2 separate regions of the Siniperca chuatsi genome follow, and region 2 is linked to region 1. A link is a contact called in public Hi-C data. All regions are on one chromosome and are shown on one strand. The core of a region is the stretch at or near the end of the contact, and the rest is flanking DNA. Distances in the headings are between cores, read along the strand shown. Region 1 holds the start of amer1 (APC membrane recruitment protein 1). Region 2 overlaps msna (moesin a).

What was found. Hi-C and Micro-C count contacts between places; a contact is called where the count stands out from the background.
Region 2: a Hi-C map of an unstated tissue shows a contact between it and region 1, with 2.2 times the contacts expected there. The contact joins the enhancer-like site here to the promoter of amer1 in region 1. A contact is called at or near these places in 2 of 3 Hi-C or Micro-C datasets (skeletal muscle and an unstated tissue).

The regions. Positions count from the first base shown.
Region 1 is chrLG14:9,695,598-9,702,668 of ASM2008510v1, forward strand. amer1 (APC membrane recruitment protein 1) reads left to right here and starts at 3,833. Exons shown (of 2, transcript XM_044223547.1): 1 at 3,833-4,335; 2 at 5,812-7,071. The coding sequence starts at 5,919. It overlaps gab3 (GRB2-associated-binding protein 3), which reads left to right. Exons shown (of 10, transcript XM_044223554.1): 7 at 1-7; 8 at 295-379; 9 at 1,301-1,420; 10 at 2,138-3,369. The coding sequence ends at 2,257.
Region 2 is chrLG14:9,740,776-9,747,846 of ASM2008510v1, forward strand. It overlaps msna (moesin a), which reads left to right. Exons shown (of 13, transcript XM_044223556.1): 13 at 1-2,667. The coding sequence ends at 63. Among protein-coding and RNA genes, the nearest start is that of LOC122888706, 4.6 kb to the right of the region's middle. Within about 2 kb of position 3,971, the one cell type or tissue checked has an H3K27ac peak away from gene starts, as active enhancers do.

The sequences.
Region 1 (7,071 bases), core at 2,583-5,082:
AATCATGGTGAGAGAAAAAAGTAACTTTATCCACAAAGTCTTTCCTTCACATGGTTATCTACAGTACCTAAACATGATTGATACATTTTTTTAAATTGCTATATTTTTGACCAAGGCAAGTTTATTTGTATAGCACCTTTCAACAACAAGTGCTTTATGTAGGACAGAAAGGCATTAAGAAAACATATAAAAGAAACATAAGGAAATATAAAAAAGAATATAAAAAAGATGTTAAAAGTCCTTTGACAGCATCATAAAACCTTACTATTTTTTGTTTTTATTGTGTAATTGCAGCTTTTCAGTGAACTGTTTACCTTTTGAAAGAAGACTTGAGAATGGGGACAATCCAAGAGTTGAAGACACAAACTGCACTGCAATGGTAAAATTTCTATTTACAGTCAGGACACATTTTAAACAATACATATGTAGTATATTTTAATTTTAAACATCTTGACATTATTGATATAATTAATCAGTAGCTCTGATGGTAATATACTTTTACTGTGTAGCTCATTAAGACAGCCCACCTTTTCACCTCCCTTTGTCATATTACTTGTATCAACATATGAATCATCCACTGTTCACTTGCAACTGGCCCTAAAAATTGTTAGTAAAATAAAAAAATTGAGTGGAACTTGATGGCGCTTTCCCCAACGAAATGTAAATCCATGTGTTATCATATTGTGACACTGCAAAACTGTCTTAATATCCATGATGTGGGCAGAAATCCTTAAATCCCTGTTAACTTTAATATCAACAGCATGTAGCCAAAACATTTTCTAGATAATTTTGGACCTCACTTTACTAGTTTTTCTTTTACAGAACACTAAAAAAGAACAAACTCTGACATTCTTATAACCGTAGGACCATTTGAGAGTGGTGAGAGAGAGGTGTGCACAAATCTATACACACACATAAGAATGTGGGTGTGGAAAGTGACTGAGTGCTTCTAAAATATTCTGCTCAGCAAATTGTAATTGCACTGGGGACCTTTCAGGATGTGAGAAGTTGTAACAGTGCGATGTTGTACAAGGCTGTTCCTGGAAATGGAAAATTATTTTCCTAGAATAAAGTTTTAAGAGAACCATATTAGTCATGTGTTGGTGAGCTGCGCTGTCCTGCAAAAACATGCTGGCAGGCATCAGGTGGATGCACACACAAGTAGCTTCCTATGATTTCCTAATCTCAATTTGAAAATGAACAATCTAAGGCAGTCTTAGGAACTGTACATATTTCAGATCTGTCAAACTGGGAACAGGGATGATTCAGGAAGGTCTTCATCTATTTCTTTCTCTGACAGGAGTCAATGCAACAGTTCTGTATCTCCTTTGATGGAGTGGTTCAACCCTGGGCGAGAAGATCAAACCTTGACTATTTGTCACTGGATTTCAATTCCGCATCCCCGTCGCCTGTGCAGAAGGTATGTTTTGATCAGATAAATGACACTGGCTTATTATTGTAGCCTACTGTATAGACAGTAACAGACTTCTTGATTTGTCTTAACTTGACAAGACTAACATTGTTGATGTAAATGTTCTATTGCTAGCACTTATTCTGTCACCCTTCCTACCTGCACCACTTAAATGCTACAAGCTATGGATGTTGCCGAGGCATCCTGGGAAACAAATGAAATCACTGTCTGAAGTGGAGAGAGAACACCTAAAACCACAGATTAGTCATCTTTGACATTGTAAAAGGAATTTTTTTAACCTTACCTCACACCCAGCAGGGGTGTATCATTACAATCACCACCAACTATTAGCTCCACTGACCCTTATTATTACTATTCAAATGACCAAATCAGTGCTCACTCTGAGGGTAAGAAACCCTATCAACAGTCTTTGAAGACTTGTTGCTTGTGATATGTTGAAGCAGTTGATGCAAGAATGCTACTATTATGGCACTGAAGAATTGAATGTTGTGCACAACATAACTTGTAATAAGAAATGCACGATCAAAGATATGATCCTAAAGATTTCTACAGTACACTAAACAGCATCAGTAGTTTAAATACATTAAGTGCAACATGAGTGTTTGTTCGCACAGGTATAGCAGTATCGTGTTCACTTTGGAATCTGTTTTTAAAACGTAACCACATCACATCACTGTCTCCTCATCGCTCCCTCTCCGTGTCTAGCAGAAGCCCTTTCTGTCTGATGAGTACAGAGTGGATTACGTGCAGGTGGATGAGAAGAAGACACAGGCACTGCAAAGCACCAAAATGGAGTGGACAGATGTCCGGCAGTCAAAAACATGAATGGAAAATACATGATGGAAAAAATCTTGGTTTCAAGAAGACCAACAATAACACCAGCACAGCGGACATACATGAAGAGGACCAAAAACAATTTAAAAGCACTTTGAAAAATAGTATTGAAATAAAAGCACAATAGTAAATAAGCAGTTAGGTGCTTGTTTGCAGGTTGGAAACACTGTACTTGCACTGTAAAAACGTATTTAACTCTCAGTAGATCTGTACTGTAAATAATACCAGACTGTGCACTGTATCACAATGATTTTTTACTGTAGCATAAAGTTTTACAAATTTTTGAAAGGACATCATATTGCTTCATTGTAAAAAAAAAATATTCTGTGAGACTAGCTGTAAATGTATGTATTGTAATTGTGACTGAAGAAGAATATTTTAATTATAAAATGTTTTTTTTAAATATTTCTCTTTCATAAAGGGTATCTCAAAAACCTATGCAGCATTCTTCAAGTGTTTCCAATGTTTCTATGCTACTGAAATAGCGGTCCATTAAACATTCAAAACTTCGAGAACAGCAAACTTTTGCTTTATAACTTTTACATCTGAGTCGAAATGTTGAAAAAAAAAGTGAAGGCTTTTATTTCAAGTGTGCAAGTGACACTGCTACTCTGCACCCTACCAAGAGGTATCTAAAAGATTCAGGCAGGATATTGAAGTGAACTGCTCCTTCTGTGACCTTCATATTGAAGATTTTTTTCACTTGGTACTATGATTATACCAAGAGATTCTGGAAACAAGTCATGGAAATTATTTCCTGTAGCCTATATCCACGCAAACATCCATAAGGTTTGAAAATGTTATCTTTGGTTACTGATTGTAAGACAGGGAACTCTTACTCTAACCTTATCCTGCTTCTAGCTAAATATTACATCCGTAACTATCAATCATCATTCTCTGTTTTCATGATCAATGTCAAAAATTATATTGAAATAATCCCCATTTCCTTTACATTTAATGTTTTCTCTCACATGTTTTATTTATTATGTTTTGGTTATTTATTTAATTATATTATGTCTTTTGTCTTGTGTGTGTGTCTTCCCACTGGCATGTTCTAATGTTTATGCTCTGATAAGTATAAATAAAGTTTATATTAAAAAAACTTTATAAAACCGTTTTCTTCAATTCACAGATGACACACCAATCATCAATTGTTTTCATTACACCTAAGCAGATAAAAAATATCTCACCTCATTAAGGTTCCCTTTCCCATGCAGACAAATGTGTAATACAATGTGTAAAGCATATAAATAAAACCATGAACCAAACAATTTATCTAGACAGATAAGTATAGATAGATAATAGATGTGTGGATAATATAATGATTTCAAAATTGTACAAATGGACATAAAGGTTAACCCAAGTCCTATGTTAGCAATAAGGGTATTTTGGAATGGATAGACATTGGTGAAGGAACTCTCCCTGCCTACTTTGTTTGGAAAAAATATATTTATAAAAACAATAGTGGCGTTAATTGTTTTTAAAATTAATGCAATTATGAGTTTTTTTCCGGATTGAATATTCTATTATTATTTTTATTTTATAAAACACTCGTTACACACATGTTGCGTCACTAGCATGCGCCGAGAGGAGTCTGAAGGAGATTTGGGAAAATTACCTGAGAAGTCGGGAGAGGAAGTCATCATCCAGCATTTAAACGCTGGGGGTTTTGTTAACATCTCAAGTAAAATCGGCATGCGTAGCTAAACTAGACACATTAATCCAATCCCTGTTGGTTTGCGTATATACACCATACTGTTTTGCTGCGATGTTATTTAACGTTATCCACCGCTAGCTACTGTCAGACTCACATTACAGCCACAAACACACCGGTGATTTGGGTTAACGTAGTTAGCAAACACCCCAGCTAGCTAACGGTAGCTGGAAACAAATGAAACCGTATCTGGTGTAAGCTACTCCGGGGCCCGAGTCGACCACAAGTCCGCTGCAGTAACCCAAAGTTAAAGCCGAGTTAGCGTTACCAGAAACCATGCATTGAGAGGTAACCTCGTCTCTTCCACCTCGCCGAGAAACCAACACGAGCTCCCTGCTGCGAGATTTTGGCTTTGGTTGGTAAGTTTGTTTACTTCATGACTCAGTTAGCTCCGTGGTTTGAATGTGCTAATGTGGCATTTTGTTTGGTTTACATGGAAACTACGGTCTCACATATATCTGTTAGCTACAGTCTATTATCTTTGCTAATGCTCTCTTTTAAAGTACATTTTTGGAGTATTTTCGACCCACCTGCCACCGATGGTCTTTATTGTGGCAGAGCAACTGTACAGCTGTGGCATAGTTACATCTCTAGCCTGTTGCTTTATCACCTGGGCTTTTATATCAAAATACAAGTCAAAATCTTACGGGTTTTGTTTTATATTTGATTAATGTTCAATCAGTCACTTCTGTAGGTAACTGTGTAGACTAAACATAGTTTTGCCTTAGTCTGTCTTTATTTTACTCTGGCATGCATGGAAGTTTAGATATAGCTTTGCAATACTATATGGTTGTATTTATTGGTGTAGTTTAGTTTTATTCTCCCACAAATACATAACATACTTGCAAAAATACACATTAAACATACACAGAAACAAAATAGGCCATAGCAGACCCTTGTACCAGGGAATACACCAGGGCCGGTGTACATGCAGTAGGTGCCAAGACAAAACAGTAAAATTTACTGTAAAATAAACAGTGAGGTAAGAAAGCAAGTAAGACAACAAGACACCACAGAGGCATAAAAACTTGAACTTGCAGTCAGAAACCTTTAATATATTGAAAATTCCTAATTGTTTGTATAGTCAACTCACATTCGGCTCTAACGTACACCTACCCCGCTAGACATGCCACCAGAGGTCTCTACACAGTTCCTAAATCTAGAACACCAGCAAAGCAACGCACAGTATTGTACTGAGCCATGGTTGCATGACTTCCAGCTCAGACTGCTAAGGGACACAATAAAGCAAGCTTTAAAAAACAAGTGAAGCAACACCTAATAGCCCTATGCCTGTAACCACATTTTGTACATTTTCTCTTTTTTTCATCATTGCAAGTCACCAGTGTCTGAAAGAGAGGAAAGGCACAAAGACAGACACACATGGCCACACAAAGCATAACACACACACTAGAACAAGCCATGCAGACACTGAGTTGTCATAGAGAGAAGAGTAGGGGAGACTCTGGCTCATGCAAATCCACTCTGACTGAGAATATGTTAAAAAATATGAAGTAGTAATTTGTTTTCTTTGTATATAGGGTTGAGTCATTTTAGCTGACAAAAGTGTGACTCTCATCTCCAATAGTAGGCTGAACTAATAGCAGGGAAGGGAAGAAAAAAAAAACGTGTCTTGTCATCTCATCATACACTAGTGGATGTCAAAAAAAGTAAAATAGGCTGATGGCCACAGTGATACAGATGACACCAGTTAGTATTATAAATTCCACCCCCCTAATGGAAATAAGTTTAAAAATGTGTTTGTTTCATATCAATGTGGTCAATGTTGAATTTGAGTTGATCATTGATTTTGGTCTCAACTTTCTCAATTCAGGGCTCATATCAGATGGAGGACAAATTCACTGCAGTTATCCTACCAGCTGATTTAGAAAATTCAGCTACTATGCCTTCTGTTGGACTGCTTTTGTAAACGTGGTAGCCATGGCTTCTCGCAAGGTGGATGAGCTGCCAAGTGACACCAAGGATTTAGCTTCGGTCTCCAAACAGCTTTCCCGATGCGGCCCTGATGACATCACGGAAGAGCTTCAGTCGGATACGATGAATGCTACGGTGAAATCCCAGAAATCTGGAAGATTTAGGAGGACTGCCCTGACATTTTTTGGAGTTCGTAAAAGTATCTGTCTTTTACCTAGTTTTTTTGGAGGAAGGAGTAAAAATCAGAACAAGTGGTCTTCTAAGAAAGGAATCACCAAAAGCAGAACACACGATGGGCTGAGTAAGGTTAGTCATGATGACAATCTGAGAAGTGGCTACACCTCAGTTGGAGATTTTGAGTACCACAGCCAGAGGGACTCTGCTGGAGAGCTCCACAGTAGCTGCCGCAATGAATGTCGTCACCCCACTGCTGACCAGAAATCACTGACTCTCACCCGGCAGAAAAAGGGTTTGAGGGGTCTTTTTCACAGCTTGAAGCATCACAGAAACCATAGAAATGGTGGATTGGATAAAACTGAAATGATTGCAATGTCCTCTCGTCACTGCAAGAAAGAGGTGCCCGTTGTCCAGAACAACACCAGCCAGTATGTCACAGAGTGCCTGGGATCTGAACCTGATGTGCCTGATTTTGCAGATGTTATATGTGATATTTCCATTGGCCCTGAATGTATTGATGCTGATGCAATGGCATCAGAGAAGAGCGAGGAGCAAGTAAGCCCAAAGTCTGAGCTTGATGATCAGATTTGTGATGATGAAATGCAGGAAATGAATTTGGTGGCCATAGTTTCCAGAGAATATGAGGAGAGTTCTAGAGGCCACAGCGAGCCTTGTCTGAAACTTCAGATGATGTCTGAGCCTGTATTGAAGTCTGAAACACCCGCTGGCTCATCGGATCAGCTAAACCTGATTTTTGGAGATGTTGCATCATTAAAGAGCTTTGATTCACTCACTGGCTGTGGGGACATTATTGCAGATCAAGAAGATGACAGCATCACAGAGAGCACGGTTTCTGGAGAAAGGAGCAGAAATGGAGGAAAGAGGGCCTCTTGTTATCTTACTTATCAGGGTGGAGGAGAAGAAATGGCCTCACCCGAAGATTTGGATGAGGAGTGTCTTAATGATTTCTGGGCAAATAATG
Region 2 (7,071 bases), core at 2,721-5,220, 45 kb after region 1:
ACCCTCAGACAGATCCGGTCAGGAAACACCAAACAGCGTATTGATGAGTTTGAATGCATGTGATGCCTGCATTCACCAATGCTAAAGCTCATACAGATGGGCCATTCTTGCCTGGACTGCAGTCCTGCCTCACTCAAGCTGTTTCCTCTGTACCCAAACAAATCAGATCCACAACATGACATGGTTGCACAAGCACAGCACAATGTTCAAATATGGATCTGGAAAACTCCATTTGTTATCATTCCTAACTTTGAATTTAGGCAAGTCACTGGTTGAAAAGGGACATACTGTATTTTATTAGTACATTCCTCACAAGGGGTTTATGTAGCATATTAGTATTGGGCTCACGCCTCATTTCATAACTCATTGAGTAAGCATTTGTAATTTCTTTATATATTTCTGTCACATTTTTTGTATCATGATTTCAAAATAAAACACAGAGACCAATCCAAATTTCAGTTTGAAAGCTGCCTGTAGACATATTTCTGCTGTACACATGCAATGGTTCTTCACAGCGAGTTGGATTTTTCAGACAGTAATATTTCTTCCATGTTCCGTTGCCCGTAGTTTAAAACCAAATGCACTGTAATCTGTCTGTGTGGAGCATTCATTTGAGCAGTATTATTTTTTGCAAATTTACAATTTATTTACTTTACTTGACTGTATTCAGAATCTGCCAACTGTTACAAATCATACAGTCTTTACACCCCACTCACAAGGTGATATTAAAGGTCAATTATCTTTAATCATTATCATGTAGATTTTTTTGTCTGTTTTTACATTTCTGAACACCTTCTAGTCAGACTACAAGGCTTTAGTGTGAAGTTTGCTATTAAACAAATTAATTTCCTTTTAAATCTGCGTAGCGTTGTGGACAGAATGAACTTGATATGGCATAACCTAAAATCCTAGAATCCTAAGGTTTACATCCTATGTGTTTGCCTTGTACAATATTTGAAACAATCTTTCTTAGATATGTCCACAATTAGGCTCCCTGTCATGTTACATAAGAAAAAGAAGTTGAATTTTTGTTATGAAGCAACTAATGCAAATCTGGTGTCTGAAAAGCATTTTAATCACTAGCTAGAAGTTTTTAGCCTGCATACACTGAATAAATGAGGTTGAAATTTTACCTGCAAAATCTAATAAAAATCATGTATTGTCTATATCTATATATCTACACAGCCCACATCTGTAGAAACTTTCACTTGTCACTTTTTCTAAAATTGAGTGTTAATCAGTATCATCATCAATTCAATTCAGCATTCAATTTAAAAAACTAATCAGACATTTGAAGTTGATTGTACTGAACCTATAAGAGTTTTACCCTAGTTTAATTCGCCTGCTTTTAATTTTCAATTCTGCTCATCAGTGAGATTTTGTTTTTTTGCATTGATATAACCGGTACAGCATAAGGAATTACACTGTAATTGTAACATGTCAAGTTGGCTTTTGTTGGTAAACAAATGCCAATAAAGTAATTTGTAAAGGTAAAAGTTGTAGTTTAATCTTAATTGCTCAGTCATGTGTCACAGAAGGAACCTTTTTTCCACAAAATCTTCATAGAAGTTGATGCATAAAATAAAATCATTTCATTAAATGTGCACTGGAAAAACATAACTTACCTTTGCAAAATAAGTCAAAACAGACTTACTGGCCTAGATGGGCACAGTTCCCAATGCATGCATTTTTGATATACTCTATGTATTTAATTACATTTGTGTATTTTGTAATTTGGATTTTTCAGATGTGAAGATGAAAAATAGACACCTCTGAGGATATTTTTGTATGATAAAATCTAGAAGTACTAGTCAAAGATAGCAGTTTTTGTTCAGAAAGAACAGCATTTTGAAAACAGTATTTTGTTGTAAACTAATTGAGCAGTTCACTGCTGTGACAGTAAGCTGATGGGACAAGCAACACGCGAAAGCCTGTGATAGGACCAATGAAAAGCCAGCCGCTACAGGAAATGCTGTTCATGGTATATTGCTATAGGCAGACAATACACCATGAATGGAAATTTTAAACCAGACTAAAACATTTTGCACAAAAATTAACATAATGTACTTCCTTGTGCAATTGTCCCAGATTACATTTTGGCATTCAGACGTGCATAGGGTTTTGCTTGTTCTCGGATACTTAGAAATTAGGGTTTGAAGATTTATTTTCACTATTTTGAAGTTCAAAGTAAATATATTTTAGTGATAAATATTTCTTTTTATTTTATTTTGATTTCTCTTATTGAATGAACATTTGTCATTTGTACCAAGATGCATTTTGATATACAGTATTCTTGCCCATTGCTGCGTATAGTTCTTGTGTCTGCCGTGAAATATAAAAATGCAGTTGTTGCTATTTTGGATACCTTTCTATGCCTTTGACAATAACTTTTATAATGCTACACTGTATGTTCTACCTGAAGCACCATGTATTGACAGCCTTCTTTTAAGAATCAAGTGTAATTTGAACTCAAGTGATCATGTGTGAAAAAGAAATGAATTTAAAGATGCTACTCAATATTTTGTCTTGAAGCAAAAAGGACTGAAACATAATTAATATTGTAAATTGACAGACAGTGCCTTGCCCAGGTTTTTCATCAGATCTTGCTGCTTCAATTTTTCCTTTCACCAAGGATAAAAAAATTAATAAAAGTCTAATTAAACTGTATTTTCTTGTCCTGACGGTTTCTGCATTTTACAGCTAATACTATTATACTACTGATTCTGATTCTGATGACTACCATTTCTGCAATAATTGAAGTATAAAACCAATTTCATTCATGTCGTGTCTCATATACTCCATATTTCTTAAGTTTAAATTTATCTTGACATGCAGTTCATTAATATGTTTACAGGGACTCCACATTATAGCAATTATACTCATCAGATCCACTTTTGGCCCTATGGTTAACAAGATTTAATCCAAGTCATCATCACACCTGCTGTTGTACTTCTAGTTGCAGTCTTGCAATGAGCCACATGGTGGCAGTTTACCCTCAGCCTGCAATGAGGGCTTCTTCACATCAGTGAACTATTGGTCAGTGATACCTGGATTGGCATAAATATAAAGGTCATGTTAATCGATAGTGAACATATCTGTATATAGTATGCTTAAACATTTAAAGAAATTTGACATTGAGGTTAATTGTTCTCTACTTTACCAAAACAACTTCTCATAATAGAATTTTAAAACTAGCAGGATCTCATTCACCAGATAATAAAACATGGCCATACAGGACCTCCAAAACCATCCAGACCCTCACTACGTATGGAAAATTGTTCTGCAAATTATTTTTCTGCAAACATTTTAAAACGGTAAACACTGAAATATCTCCCAGAGTTGATTTTTTTCCTCTGAAACTATTCTACTTGGAGTATTCAGGTCTAGACTCAAAACTCAAATATATAATAAACCCAGTGACTAACAGGCAAGCAAATAAAAAACTCTCTGTTTGATTTGTAGTTTAAAACCTATGAATCTGGGTGCAGATGCAGACAGCTTCTGCCTCTTATACTTAAACAGGAGCACATTTCCACAACCATAAGCGCCTGCCACCTGAGTGCAACAGCATTTAACATTTTATAACATTTTGTCATTAGTATGTTAAATGAAAAAGAACTGAAAATAATTGCAGTGTATGGACAGTACTTCCCTTTTCTACTTGTGGTAGCTAAATATTATACAACATTAATTCAATTATTCGTGGTAGCTAAATAAATACTTAAGTTAAGTTAAGGTATCAGCTATTTTTGCAATAGGAAATTCAGTTCATTCTTGTTGAACGACTTGATGAAAATCAACCATCTCTTTCTCAACACCAAAGGGAGGTGGTGTTGTTTCATCTCCAACTTCCTCTATATTTGTGGTATTAGTGTCCTGAAAATGGTGTTGAAATGGTTCACACTCTGAACTGCCACTTAGAGATAAGCTGCAATGAGCCTTACTGTATGAACAAAACTCATAGTATATACTTCAGTGTTTGGCATAGAAAAAGTCAGGATTACTAGCTTTCCTCGCTTCCTTGCTTCATTCTTCTTCAAGTTGTCAGATGGGAACTTTAACTACATCCCATTGTCCTTCAAGTCCTTTACTGTAATACTTTATTCTCAAAGTGTCAAATATCTTGTTCTAAATTTGACCAAACTAGAGTTTTGAAAATAGAGTATAATATTAAAATAATGTTCAATATGAATATAAATTGGGTCATAGCATTATTGTGCATTAGGGCATTCTGGGAACTCATGGCTGATCTGTAACAATGTAAAAGTTTTCACTGCCCTCTGCACATTCAAATCATGTGACCAACAATCCTTCATGCCAAAACAACCAAATAATTTGCTTGTCAGTGCCTTTCCAAACAAATCTTTAGAGGTGTTGGTAGGCAGATTTTGTTACCTTTGGACAGAGCCAGTCTAGCTGTTCCCCCTGTTTTTATAGTCTTCTAAGCTAAGCTAACCGACTGCTGGCTGTAGCTTTATATTTATCGTACAGACATGAGAGTCGTATCAATCCTCCCATCTATCTCTCTGCAAGAAAGTGAATAAGTGAAAAAAATGTTGAACTTTAAGTTGTTCCTTCAGCAAATCATTTGAGGGTTTCTGATCTGCCACCACTTCCTTAGGTATGTTAAGTTTGGGCAATTATAACGACATACTACGTTTTACTGATATTAGTTAACAGTTTTAACATGTTGTATTTGAACTGTGAGATATAATAAAAGTAGTGCTGCAATACAGCGTTAGAACAACTGAAAGTTATTCAACAAAATTTTGGCCCTTACATACATGAAAGACTAATACATCCTCTTAAGATTGTACTATGGTATACTATACAATACTATACTATACTACACTATACCATATTGTACTACACTATACCATATTGTACTATACTATACTATGCTATACTATATTATACTATACTACACTACACTACACTATACTATACTATACTATACTATACTATACTATACTACAATATACTATATTATACTATACTATACTACACTACACTACACTATACTATACTATACTATACTACACTATTATATACTACACTATACTATACTACACTATACTATATTATACTATACTACGCTACACTACACTACACTATACTATACTATACTATTCTATTCTATACTATACTACACTATGCTTCACTACACTATACTTTACTACACTATACTATATTATACTATTCTATACTATATATACTATACTATACAATATTACTACTACTATAGCCTACACCTTCCAGGAACATTCACTTCACTTTGCAGATGTAGATGATATGTACATTTGCATAGTTACTGCATGAGTCACAGGATGCTATATGTTGCAGACCTTAGCATTTAGTGAAGGTGGTTCACATACGGAACTGTATCAGGGTGCTGGTGCCTTCTTGATTGGCTGAGGATGGGGGTATTTAGAAAAGAATTATTGTAAAGTATTCATAGGACCTTCTAAAATGCATGGTGCATGGCTGCACTCACCACCATAGCTATGGTGGCAGTTGTTATCTAAGATCAAGTTCAGTTTAGGCCTTTTCCTCCTATTGGCTTCCCCAAGCCATCTGGGTTCATCACAGCCAGCTTTTTTCTTTCTTGTATCCCTGTAGACTTGATGTTTCCTCCCCTGCATGCTGCTGCAAAGAGATTGGTGGAACATTTTGATCAGTCTGGTACATACAGGCACATTGAAAAAGCTGAGCTTCCACAAGAACAACAGTCCACTCTGTAATCCAGTCTGAACAGTTTTTATACAGTATATTCAATTTTCAGTCACTTTGTGTATTAAGGAAGTGAATGTAGAGGGAAGTCCAGTGAGTGATTCATGGTACATTGGTCCAGAGTAACATGAGGAAGTTACACAGCACAGTGCATAGTACATTCTGGCTGTTACAAAAAAAGTGGGTAATGTTAAATAGTGGTGCAATAAAAAATGACAGGCTTTTACAGAGTGTTCCTTGGAAGTTTAGGAATCCAGACATTATAAAATCTTAGCAGGGACTAAGTGCTGGGTGGGCTGGTTACATAGGCTGACAAGAAGTTGTTGGGTGCTCTGTGTCAAAGTAAAGCAACGTTCCACACCATGGGAAGCCTTTTGGAACCGTTTTCTTTGCCCTGATCCTTGTAGCTTTCGTGCACAGGGGTGTAAACTGACAGATAGCCCACCAATCAGCTGTGTAGACTAAACACTGATGCTTTTCCTTGAAGCAGAAAGGAGCAGATGATGGCCATTGACGGCTATGTTCCAAAATTAAAGAAGAATACTACTGACATTGTTATTAATGTAGATAATAAATCAAGAATAGAGTGATACAGAATAATAAAACAGACCATAATACTTAATTTGATCTCATAGTTTTAACACTATTACGGTGTTAATATTAATACATTAATAATAACAGGAATGACAGCTATAAGAAAAATAATGTCAGTATTAGTAACAGAGCCAATAACAACAACTGCAGTAGCAATTGTCGAGCAGGAACACGGGGGCAGCAGGTGGCCCACAACCACAGATTCAGTCTCTGCAGCTCCAGAGGCAGAAATACCTGCTGAAAGTGACAGAACGAGAGAGACGAGAAAGCAACTACGGGAGAGAGAAGATGTCGAGTTAGTAACATGCAATAATGGGATAAAAATGCATACAGATGGAGAGGGAGAGAAGGAGAGAGGAAAGAGGTGCATCATGGGAAGTCTCCCGGCAGTCTAGGCCTATAGCAGCATAAATAAGGGATGGTTCAGGGCTCACCCAAGCCAGCCCTAACTATAAGCTTTATCAAAGAGGAAAGTCTTAAGCCTACTCTTAAATGTGGAGATGCTGTCTGCCTCCCAAACCCAAACTGGGACTTGATTCCACAGGAGAGGAGCTTGATAACTGAAGGCTCTGGCTCCCATTCTACTTTTGGAGACTCTAGGAACCACAAGTAACCCTACACCCTGGGAGCGCAGTGTTCTAGTGGGGTAATAAGGTATTATAAGATCTTTAAGATACAATGCTGCCTGACCATTAAGAGCTGTGTAGGTGAGGAGAAGGATTTTAAATTCTATTCTAGATTTTACAG